Regions from separate parts of the Danio rerio genome. Here region 2 is linked to region 1. The links are chromatin contacts, called in public Hi-C maps. All regions are on one chromosome and are shown on one strand. The core of a region is the stretch at or near the end of the contact, and the rest is flanking DNA. Distances in the headings are between cores, read along the strand shown.

The links. A called contact is a pair of places that touch in the nucleus more often than the background predicts.
Region 2: a contact with region 1 is called in a Hi-C map of an unstated tissue, with 4 times the contacts expected there. The contact joins two enhancer-like sites. A contact is called at or near these places in 5 of 18 Hi-C or Micro-C datasets (caudal fin, embryo, hematopoietic stem cells and 1 more) and 1 of 4 datasets of contacts at active chromatin or transcription factors (caudal fin).

The regions. Positions count from the first base shown.
Region 1 is chr9:32,866,783-32,872,975 of GRCz12tu, forward strand. All of the region lies in intron 1 of clybl (citrate lyase beta like), which reads left to right. Among named protein-coding and RNA genes, the nearest start is that of clybl, 23 kb to the left of the region's middle. Within about 2 kb of position 2,114, at least 7 of the 62 cell types and tissues checked have an H3K27ac peak or open chromatin away from gene starts, as enhancers often do.
Region 2 is chr9:33,156,038-33,161,727 of GRCz12tu, forward strand. All of the region lies in intron 3 of si:ch211-168k14.2, which reads left to right. Among named protein-coding and RNA genes, the nearest start is that of tmtc4, 46 kb to the right of the region's middle. Within about 2 kb of position 3,349, at least 4 of the 62 cell types and tissues checked have an H3K27ac peak or open chromatin away from gene starts, as enhancers often do.

The DNA of each region.
Region 1 (6,193 bases), core at 864-3,363:
GAGCCAATTCAGTGGATGGGGATGATTAGGAGGCCATGATCGGTAAGGAGCGATGGAAGGAATTTGGCGAGGACACCAGGGTTACACACCTACTCTTTACAAGAAGTGCCATGGGTTTTTATGACTACAGAGAGTCAGGACCTGTTTAATGTCTCATCCGAAAGACGATGCCCACTGTGAGTAGTGTCCACTTCACTTTACTGGGGCATTATGACCCACACAGACCGCAGGTTAAGCGTACCCTGCTGGCCTCACTAACACCACTTCCAACAGCAACCTAGTTTTCCCATGTGGTCTCCCATCCAGGTAGTGACTAGGCTCAGCCCTGCATAGCTTCAGTGAGTAACTAAGTAGGTCTTGAGCTGCAGGGTGATATGGCTGTGGCCATATGGCTTGACATCCGTCGTAAAAGAAATCCAAAGTTTGTTAGAGAAAAAAAATCTTATTAGAAAATGTTTTGCACTACATGGAACATACATTTTGTTGTCTTCATGGGTAAAGATGAAGATATCTGTCATATTTGTAGGGGGCAATTGTGAATATCACATGATATATCCGTCAATCAACACCTGTATGTGATTTTTGTCACACTTTTTTCTGTAGGACCCCTTATGTGTTCCATATATGGCATACCCGATTGTCAACTTTGCAGATCAAGAGTTTAGATGTAATTTTTTTTTATTATTTTGGGTGGGGAAAGCAATGCATAAATCCATTATATTGTAAATGTTACAAATTCTCAAAATGTTCACCTCTTAAACAGTGTGCTTGGGGATCAGACATATTTAACTCTGTGACTTGAGAGATGTGTCTTGGTGAAGGTTTAATTGTTACACGGAACGTAGGGGTTCATTTGAGAACTAGAAGTAGATCAAACAGCCCTTTCAAACGCCTTGCTTCTGAACTAATTATCACCTAATAGCTGATGTGCCAACAAACAACTAGGCTAATTATTCTCTGATTTTGCTTCCGTGAGAACACAAAGTGAATTATTTTAACACCTTTGTAAATGTCCCCAGTAGAGCATTCTTTATCAGAATTTGCCCCAGCTGCTAAATGCGCTAACAGGTGAAGGTGTCTCGATATATTTTCGACACTTTTGCTGCATTTAAACCCTTTTTTCAAATTCATGACTGGTTTTGTTTGTTGTATTTGTAGCGATTTGAAGAGATTCTGACACAATATCTTTGTTTGTGGGTTACTTCCGAACAAAGAAAAACTGCCTTGTGAATTTGCCCATGGCATTTTTTATGCTCCTGTTTGAAAGGGTTGAAGGTGAATGGCTTGTTTAGCTGAAAAGGTCCTCTAAACGGTTTAACCTTCCCGAACAGCCCAACAAACAGATAGGCTGAAATTGGTGATGGCACGACCGGCCTTTTAAAAAAAGCAAAGCCCTTTTATTTGTCTGATCCGAGTGGATTTGTATTCAGTCGACACGAAGGGCCATGATTATGAAGACGTGTGAATTACAGACCAGGTCATTTGAAAGTGACGACCTGGGAATGGCACCAAAGCCTTTAGAGGAACAGCCTTTTGAGGCATTTTCCCTTTAATTCCGGTGCTGGCTTGTCCCCACAAACCCCCCTTTGTCCAGTTGGCACGGCTTTGATCTGTCCGTTTGACAATGAGCCCATCATAAGATTGCAAATTAAGGCAACTGGACACTAAATATGAAATGGAGCAAAACATTTGGGGGTCTTTCTTGTGTTTGGAATGGACTGTTTGTGCTCACAATTACTGGAAAAACCTGTTGCGGCATCTCTTTTTGATTCTGTTGAATTTCTGGTTCTCCTTTTGTTTCGTTTTTTGCAACTGCTTTTTAAGGCATTGGATATACATTTCATCCTGCTGTAACTTAGGCCATCTCTCATACACATTGCCATGCCTTTTAGACCCGGCTGCAGCCATGCGCTACTTCCTACAGGCCTTTGTTTACCCTCCTGGGCCCCAGCTGTTGGCATAGGTGATAGCCGTGCTCTGCGCCCTGAGGCCGCCCAAAAACCTGAGTCTGTGCACTGTTGCACCCCAAAACCTAAATAGGCGCATTAGACACAGCACATTAAGGGGCTGCTGGTGTGGCGGTGGGTGCTTGTCCCAGAGGCCCTCGTCTCTCTCCTCCTTCACACCTCGCCCCCATTTCTCTGTCTGGACAGATCAGGGGCCACGACACTGCAAAAGCTCAACCCGGGCCTTTGTATTTCGTCCCCCCCATTCTCCCACCTCCATTCACACAGTAGCTTCCTGATTTAGATATATCTCCACCAGTGTGAACGGGTGCCCATTGTTCACTTCTTTTTCTTGTTACACCATGTTTGATCTACCATAATGTCAACCTAGTGTGGTCGTGATGCCGTTTTTGTGTCCCTTTTAACTCGTCTTTCCCTGTTAGACACAGCACTGGAGTATAGGCTGTGAAAACACCCAGAATTCCAGACAAGTTTACTTTAGCCCAGCACCTTTATTTGGTGCAAAGTGAACATGGGTTCATCTCAATTTGAAAATGTGTTTTATTTTAATAATGGATGCTACATTTGTGGAAGAACATTGAAGCGTACCTAGAATAAAAAAAAGAATGGAGTTTGACTGCAAAACTATAATGATATTATGATATAAAAGTACCAATCTGTGTACATAATACAAATATAATCACTAATATAGAGCGGACAGGCTATTATTGAGATGATAAAGAATAAAGGTCAGAGGAAAACTAAAATGAAGATAAAAACATACTGCCCAGTTGATACTTACTGACAATTTTCTCCTCTGTAATGAAGTGTATTTCCCTGTGGCTTGTGTTGAGTGCTCTGATTTTGTGCAGGTTCTGATTGGTGTCATAGCTGAGAGAGCGCGAAAGATTGGATCAATAACGTAGGCCTGGGATCAGAAAATGAGGAAACCTGTTCCCAAAATAATGAAAGCAATGATGGTGTCTCTCCACTCGTAATGAACTTTACTACGAGCGTACTTGAGCATGACTTTGTCTCAGAGCAATGCAAATGGAATTGCCCCCTGATGGTTTGGAATGCACCCAGCTGGCCTTTAAAAGGTGATAATTGGAAAATACAGGATACAGCCTTGGTCAGAAAAGGGACTTCTTGTTCGACTGCTTTAACCACTGCATCTTTGATAAACGCTACGACAAGCTTGCTTTGAGCAAGGTTTTTACATATTTCTCTTTTTTTTTTTTTTGGCATTTTAGGTGTAGTATTAATTGAAATAAAACTTAGAAATTTTTGCTTCATTTTTTTCTGTTTCCTTTTATAAAAATACAACCAAACTAAACAAATGCCATTGGCTGTACTATTTTTATATGGGGTAAAGTTTGAGAACTGAAAACTTTTTAGTTTTGGTGTGTAGCATAATTAATAATAAATAGAACCAAAAATATATCAATGTATGTGCTTGCTTTCGTCGTAGGTGATTATATTTTTGACTGGGGGAGAAATAAAAAAAACTAAATCACAATTGGATTTATTTATTTAGGTTCAACTCTCTTAAGTATCCAGTAATATTTTTCCCAGGTTTATATAGCTCTCACAGATGAAGGTAAAGTGGGGCATAGAAAGGGTAAAAACATGCCTTTGACTCGCCTCCCCTCCTTTCCTCCAGCTTTATTGTAGTCCAACAGCAGTGCATAAAGCTAGACAGCATTCCTCTACATCCACGGAAGGAAGTCATGAGGCCTGGGATTTTGGAAAGCTTCTGTCCCTTACAAGTCTAAATTAAAACCAGTTTGCTACTCCTCCTTCAACCCTGGTTAAGGAGGCGCAGACGGACTTCATTAGAGTCACTCAGTTGTAAGGGCTCAGTTATAATCGCGCACTGACTCAAGTGGCGAATACTGTTTGCTTTGCGTATTTATACGCAAATACGCAGTTTGATTTGCGTATTTAACGTCAGTCGTACTTATTTTTGGAGTCTGTTCAAAGCACAAACAAGAAGATAAATGTTATCAATTGACACCATGTTTAAGTGAGCTGTTTTGAAAATGCCAGCATCATCCAAGCAAAATAGCATGTGTTTGGTGCCATCCTGCCTGACCGGGTGTCAGTCTGCTGAAGTTTCCATCATTAGCACACTGATATGCCGCCTGAACAGGAAAGTGTCTGAAATATCACATGGAACGCTTTCAAATAATTTCCTCTGAGTCACGAGCCATGCTGTTGGCAGCTATGTTAGCTTGAGGTGAAAAAGCTGGACTCCAGTTCAACTAAAAGATGCTCTGGCAAAATCACCCCTGAATGTTCATTTATTAACTTCGTTCTAATCCCAGGACACTGTTCTTTCTCAGCTTGTGTACCTGCTCTGACAGTGTGATGTGTTTTTTCCATGTTGATGTGTATCAGGTGGTGAAAATGTTGTCCAGGTGGAGCGGGAAAGGAAGGGTGGTGGTTGGATGCGGCCCACGGCCAAACACAACAGCTTCCATTCGTCCTTTTCCACCACCACCTCCCTCCATTCCCTCTATCTCACTGATTATCCAGACTTTACTCGGGGAGATGTGAGAATTAATTTTGCTGAGCTTATCAGCAAATAAACTGACTGCCAGGAATGAGGGGTAATAAACAATTTTATTAAAAAGCAACTGTTTAAATTAACTTTAATTTTTCCAAACGAGGAGCTGGTCAGCTTGAATGAGAAACCTTAGCCATTTAATATGTTAGTAAGGTATAATTTAAGCTACAATCAACTCAATCTTTGGAAAAGATAGTCAGGAAAATTACTACTACTAACAAAATTTGTCAACTACAGTAAAGAGCAATTATTATTATGTACACAAAATACATTGTAGGTCTCAGAGTAGCTTTCAGCTATTTGTGTGGTCGAAACCGTCCATTATTATTTATTTTCTGTAAAAGTTGTGTTGACTAAGTAAGGCTGGGTTGACAAAATGGTATTGATATTTATTAATCGAACACCGTTGTCATTAACCATAAAAAATGTATGAAGCCCTATAGCTTTATTAAAATGTGGCTGCTGAGCGTGCGCCTTGGAAAGAATGCCAACAAGCTTTTAGGGTTTTTTTCCAATCAAGGCACATGGCTAGGCGTGACGCAAGTGGCGCGCATGGGACGCGCACGCATTTTCCAGGCGCACATAGTTGAAAACATTTTTACATGCCGCATGCGCATTGTGATTCATGTAAGTAGAATTACCCAATCTGCTCATACTTTATTTGCAAAATACAAATTTCAGTAATAATGGCAGACTCAGACAAACACAGCGCACACAAACACTGCAGTACTTTTTCATTCTCTTTATAAATACAAACTAGTATCAGAACCACAGCAATGGTTTGTCTGTTTGGCATCCTCTGAGAAAACAATTGATGGTCGCCTAGTTATAAGAGATGCCAGAGAAGCACGAGCACAAAGCGCATTAAGAATGGTAAAGGAAACCGAATCCACACGCTCGCAATTTTCACATCCGCAACATGTGAATGGGCTCCAATTGGCTTTCGCCACCTCATGTCAGAATTACAACACCCGTGAAAACGAGTGCCACGACAAGCAGCAGTGAAGAGATTGTAAATAAAAATAGGATGTCACCAGAGTGACTTTTTGGTTTCTTTTCTTGAGCATCCAAGCCAAAAAGACTGCATCTGAAAGAATTTTTGCATGGGGCAATGAAGGCATTCAGCTTCACTATTTGTAATGTTGCAATATATTTTTAAATAATGATGATTTGTTGCTTTAATTGAAAGCTCAGATTTAATTGTCATAATTTGTTTTTTAAATAGAGTTTGTTGTTCACTGTGTGATTATTATAGACAATTTACAGAAGTTAATCAACCTTACAGTTTGCTTGGATTGTTCAGCGTTTACACTTTATCATTGCACTGACTTTGTAACATTTTATTTATTAAGTTTGAGTCTCTTTAGTGCTTATGTTTATTTTATTATAAGACATGAGACAAGGTTTTTTTTTGCCTATTGAAACTATTTGCCTTAATGTTGGTAAATTAAAATGGTTTTTAAAAAATCCCAATATTCCTAAATGGATTGTAAAAAAAAATAATAATTATCGATACCGAATGATATTAAACATTATATTGTGATAGTTTTTTTCCCTCTATCGCCCAGCCCTATTATTAAGAAGTGGCTAATTCGTGTTGTTACTTTCAAAGACCTGGTTTAAAATAAACTATTAAGTGGTCCATTTGATGTCAGCAATTTGAATTCACCCTATGCAA
Region 2 (5,690 bases), core at 2,099-4,598, 290 kb after region 1:
ACAGCCTTTGTGTGGTCGCATACCACGCGCACCTCTCAAAAAATGTAACTACACCTGCAAGTTATTTATTTTCATTTTTTATAAGAAAAAAGTGACTGTTGGTTTCAGGCAATGTATGTTTTAATTTCAGTTGTTCAATGCTGATGTTCAATAAATAATCATAGATAGTAGATAGATAGTGTGTGTTTCCTTTAATTATTTTAAAATCAAGTAATGCACCCTTCATTCAGAAATTTCTCACTTGTAATATGTGAACATATTTACTGTACAAAACCTGTCAGTGGACTATGAGGGCAAAAAAATTAAATAAATATATAAAATAAGCAATCATTAATCGTAATCAAGTTGAAATGTTCAAATAATCGTGATTTCTATTTTAGGCCAATTCGCCCAGTCCTAATGTGAAGTCCAGCATTTTTAGAGTGTAGTCATAGATTGCATTCAGAATCTCCTGACAGAGACATTCGTACATTGTAAATAATTCTTGCTTGCTTTTTATTAGTTGTATCAAATTAACTTTTCTAGTAATCTTAACTTAATCAAACTGACTAAAATAATAAGTTAAACTTTGTATAATATAAAGTACATTTAATTGATACCAAATTAACGTATTAAAATAAGTTAAAGCAACATAATAAATTGTTGTCTTGAGTTTTTGGCATATTTTTTTTTCACAATGATGCTGAAAATTTATATTTACCGTAAAGGACATCATAAAATTTATTTAAATGCAAACAGTTTTGTTCTCAACAATATTAATATTAATGCATTTTTGAATAAATAAATGCAGCCATTGTGAGCATAAGCACTTTCACTAATATGAAACGTTTAGATTTAGTGCTTACAATGCTACAGTGTTTGCTAATTATTCATATTTGTTGTTATTTAATTTGTTAAATGATGTTCCCCAATTCATCATAACTTCTGGATATCGATAAAATAAATTAACATTTTTGTTTTATCAGGTGACGCGGTGGCACAGTAGGTAGTGCTGTTGCCTCACAGCAAGAAGGTCGCTGGTTCGAGCCTCGACTGGGTCAGTTGATGTTTCTGTGTGGAGTTTCCATGTTCTCCCCGTGTTAAAATGGTGACTGGGTGATGTGGTTTATGTAATCAGTATTTATGATTCACTGCTAAATTATTAGACAGTTTGAGAAAGTTCCAACATACAGTATCTTTAACTTGTGTCTAATTCTGTGAGGTCAGCAGAGTGAGTCAATCAAGTATTATGAAGTGAAATTATCAGCTAATTGCTATTGTGGTAAATGAGTCAAAGCATTGCTGATTCTTCATTGTAATTCAAAGAAGAAATATTAAACATAATGTTGAATAAATGACTTTATATCATAACAGATATAGTGTATATATGAATAGCACAGTTAGCATAGTAGCTTTACAATGATCGATGAGTGAAGCCCTGCAAATGAGAAGTAATTTTTATATACTGTGTGAGTGTAATAATTGCTTCTCTTTCTTTCTTCTACTAATTAAAGGACGAAATAAATTTGATGTTTTCCATGATAACTGTATGCAATCACACAATGTATATTTCATCTGCCAAAAGCATCAGTAAAACAGCTTTCCAACAGTGTCACACAAAGCTGCATTTATTTGCTTAACAAATGAGAGAAGAGTATTACTCTAAATGACATATTAGTGCTATATTAGGCTAGATATTTAATATAATGTTTACCTGTTAGAGATACCCTAATTCATCTTTTGATATGATGACCTTTTAGAGAAAAATGATGTCCATATATGTGGACTCGTGGTTTGAATTTACATAAAACACTTTTTGCTGATTGTTTTTAATGCATAATTAACATAAATTTTTTTCAACATGTTTTGACTATCAGAGAGCAAAACTTTTTTCCCCATCTTGGACAGTTCAAAATAGTGTTTGGGACATTTCATATGCTGCAAAACAGTTGCAGGATGACACTGTATGTCTGTAACAACATATAAAACATTCAAAGTATTTTAAATAGCCACTTTAAGAGATGAATGTGCTGTCCACATATGTGGACACTAAGCCCTAGGAGGTTAACAGAGCATTTGAATAGAAACATAATTGTATAATAGGTGTAGTTTACATGTTTTAATAAATAGTAGTCAAGAACTATATCTTAAATTTCAGTTTAATTAAATAGTTTGGGCTCTGTTGCTAATTGTAGCCTTTAATATTACAGTGATGTTCAATGACTTGCTTTATTTAGTTTTACAACAATAGCTTGGAGAGGTTTTTGATTAAGTTAAACAAGAAAATAGCAATTATAATTGAATTTAATTAAAAACAGAGCTACAAAATGCAAACCTGTTTAAGAATTAAAAAAAAAAAAGAAAAAAGAAAAAGTAATTCTATGTTTTGTTTTTTTTTTTTTCGTTTTTCCCCCTGCTGCAGCAAAAATGCACCAAACAAGCATTTCAAAACTGAGGTCATTACAAACCATTTTTGTGTAACATTTATATCAATGGTTATACTGATAACTTATGCATAAAGAGAGAAAGGCAGAGAGAACAAACCAATGTTATATTATAATTTTTTAATGATGAAGTCATGTTCATTTGAATTATAAAGTTACATTAATATTGATTAATAAATAAAGGTTTTAATGTTGTCAGTTCATTTCATTCTGGCATCTGTGATATAGTCCAAACGCAGTTCGTGTAGCATAGAGAAATCTTCACTAATGTACATTTTATAGGCTTTTATGTATGTTCAGGCCATTCTAAATATGGAAATCAAAACCATTTTATAATTCAATCATTCCGCTGCTAGCAGACCACCTGTGCTGCATGGTCAGCAGGGGTCTCCTGTACACCCTGGAAGGCTTATATATTTATTTCAGTCTTACTCTCAGAAGTCACTTAGTCTAGTGGACACAAACAGAAACTAGGGATAAAGCCAGAAATCAATGAACAAGGTGAGAGACCCTTCGCTACATGTGATCCGCTGTCTTTTGTGATATCTTCAGTTTGTGTGATGGTGTTTTAGAGAGACTCTCTTGATCATGTGCGCACCAGGTCAAGGGTCACGGCCGTCTGCAAGTGACCACCCAGACTCTTCGTCCAGTTTCCGGACTTCAAGCGACCCCCACCTTTTTGTCTTTCTTTCATTTTCTGGCCCCTCCTCGCAGCGACACTGGTTTTCATCTCTTGAAACAAAAGCTAACTGTTTTGCTCAGCGCTAGATCAAGGGCCTCCTTTTTCCTCCAGGAGAGGTGGAAAAACAAACATGTGTACGCCGATACCTTCTGTCGCTTCCAGATTCACATCTGCAAGCTCCACCACTCTTCAGCTGTTGGAGAGCCTGCACACACATACAAGCGTGTTCCCATGGGACAGGCCTGTTTATCAGCCAGCCTGCCAACCACATGATGGATCCTACCACAGGCGTCAAACGTGACACTCGGGTGGGTGGTAGTGCGGGTCAGACCCCCACACGAACCCGCACACTTGGCTGAGATGCTGGCTCTCAGTTGTGGACAAAAAAATGCGTGCGGATGCCCTGGAGATAATGCTGCTGTTTGTACCGGGACTGTGATTTCCCCATTAGGTGTTCCAGCTTTGATGAGAACATTTCATCTCATCAGAATGGCTGATCAATTGGAAGTTCTGTACATTGTTCTAAACACACGTGATCGGCTCTGTTGGATCTGACGTTCGATGTCATGTTTTGATCAGGTGTTTGATCCCAGGCACCATCAGTTGTCATCGCTCGTCTCTAAACAGTGGTCTACCACTCTTCATTAAAAGTCAGGCTTTGCTAAAGAACAAAGTCTTTGGGGAGGTTTTGTATGATCAACTAGTATCACTAAAGATAAAACATCATTTTCCTTTACTGTGTGCACATGCTGAAGTACATGAGAGACATTGATTTTGTTTTTGTTATTTTCTTTCAACTGAGGAAAATTATGGTGCCTTAGATTTAGACTTCTATAAAATATATACATTTTTAGACAAAACAATAGTAATATGAGATAAGAAGAGTTAAGAACTCCATATTTGGTGGAATTAGCCTGATATTTTGGTTTTGTTATTCTAACCAATTATTTTTCTCTAAATTACAAATGAAATTGGGTATGAAAAATGATGCTCCCTTAACAGAATAAAACATTTTAAACTAATACATCCAAAACCAAAAATATTAAGGTGGTGTCTTATTTTTTTCTATAGCTGTAGATATCTTAAGGGCGTCAAGGTGGCTCAGTGGTTAGCACAATTGCCTCACAGCAAGAAGGTTGTTGGTTTGAGCCCCGATTGAGTTATTTCTGTGTGGAGTTTGCATGTTCTCCCTGTGTTCACATGGGTTTCCTCAGGTTACTTTGATTTTCCTAACAAGTCTAAAAACATATGGTACAGGTGAATTGGGTGAGCTAAATTGTCCATATAGTGTACACTACAGTATTGTGTGTGAATGAGTGTGTGATTCCCAGTGATGGGTTGAAAAATAGGGACTAAACCGAAAATGAATAAATGAATGAACATCCAGAACATAAGAATTTAAAGGTGATGTCTTAATTTTTTTTCATAGCTGTAGATGTATGAGTTATAATAATGCACATTGCTTTTTTGATCATTATTTTTGATATTTTTAAAATATTTTTTATCCAAGGTTATTACGCTGTCTGAAACTTATACCTGCTCATGCCTAATCATGATAAGTCTGGGTGTCTCATTTAGGTGTGAGTGAATTGAATGAAGTGCTTTTACATGTACACAAAGAGATGGAGGAATCTTTAATAATAAACTGGTTTAGCATTCTTTTAAGGTTCATTTTTATTACTACCTTTCAGAAGTCTTTGTCTTGATATTAGAAAGTAAATTTATTTTTGTAAGTTTTTGTTTAAAATTTTCTGAACATATGGAGGAAGATTTCAGCGCGCTGTAGTTGCCAGAGTTGTTTCTGCTGGTTTTTTTAAGGAAATAAACCAAAACAGTATATTTATGGTTAAGTTCAGCTGCATTTGACTGAGCATCACTCTCCTAGTGTTACTACATTGTTACTACCATTTAGAAAATTTACCTGGATATTATGATAAATCCTAAAGCTTATTTAATGTTTGAACAGCAGATGTTTAGATATTTATTTATATTTATATTATAATTATTATTTTTTTTCTTTTCTTTGCTGAGTCTCTTTATTAATCAGGGGTTGCTACAGCGTATGAACCGCCAACTTATCCAGCACGTGTTTTACGCAGCGGATGCCCTTCCAGCTGCAACCCAGCACTGGGAAACACTCATACACTCTTGCATTCACACTCACACACTAGGGCCAATATAGCTTATTCAATTAATCTATAGCGCATGTCTTTGGACTTGTGGGGGAAACCGGAGAACATACAAAATCTACACAGAAATGCCAACTGACCCAAACCAGCGACCATCTTGCTGTGAGGTGACAGAGCTACCCTACTGCGCCACTGTGTCGCCCTTATTATTATTATTATTAGTATTATTATTATTAACAAGAATTTCTAAAAGAAAATAGAAATTGGCTTCCACAGAGTATTTGAAAGTAATCTCAACAATTTCCTCCATGTTCACCATTTCCCCCCCTTATACAGTACATTATTTTATTGCTCTTTTGCAACTTGATATTACTTGCTAGAATTACAATATAGTGTACAGATGTGTGAAAAAAAAAATTTCTTACTAAAATTATGGCACTTCTGGCTCACCAGCAT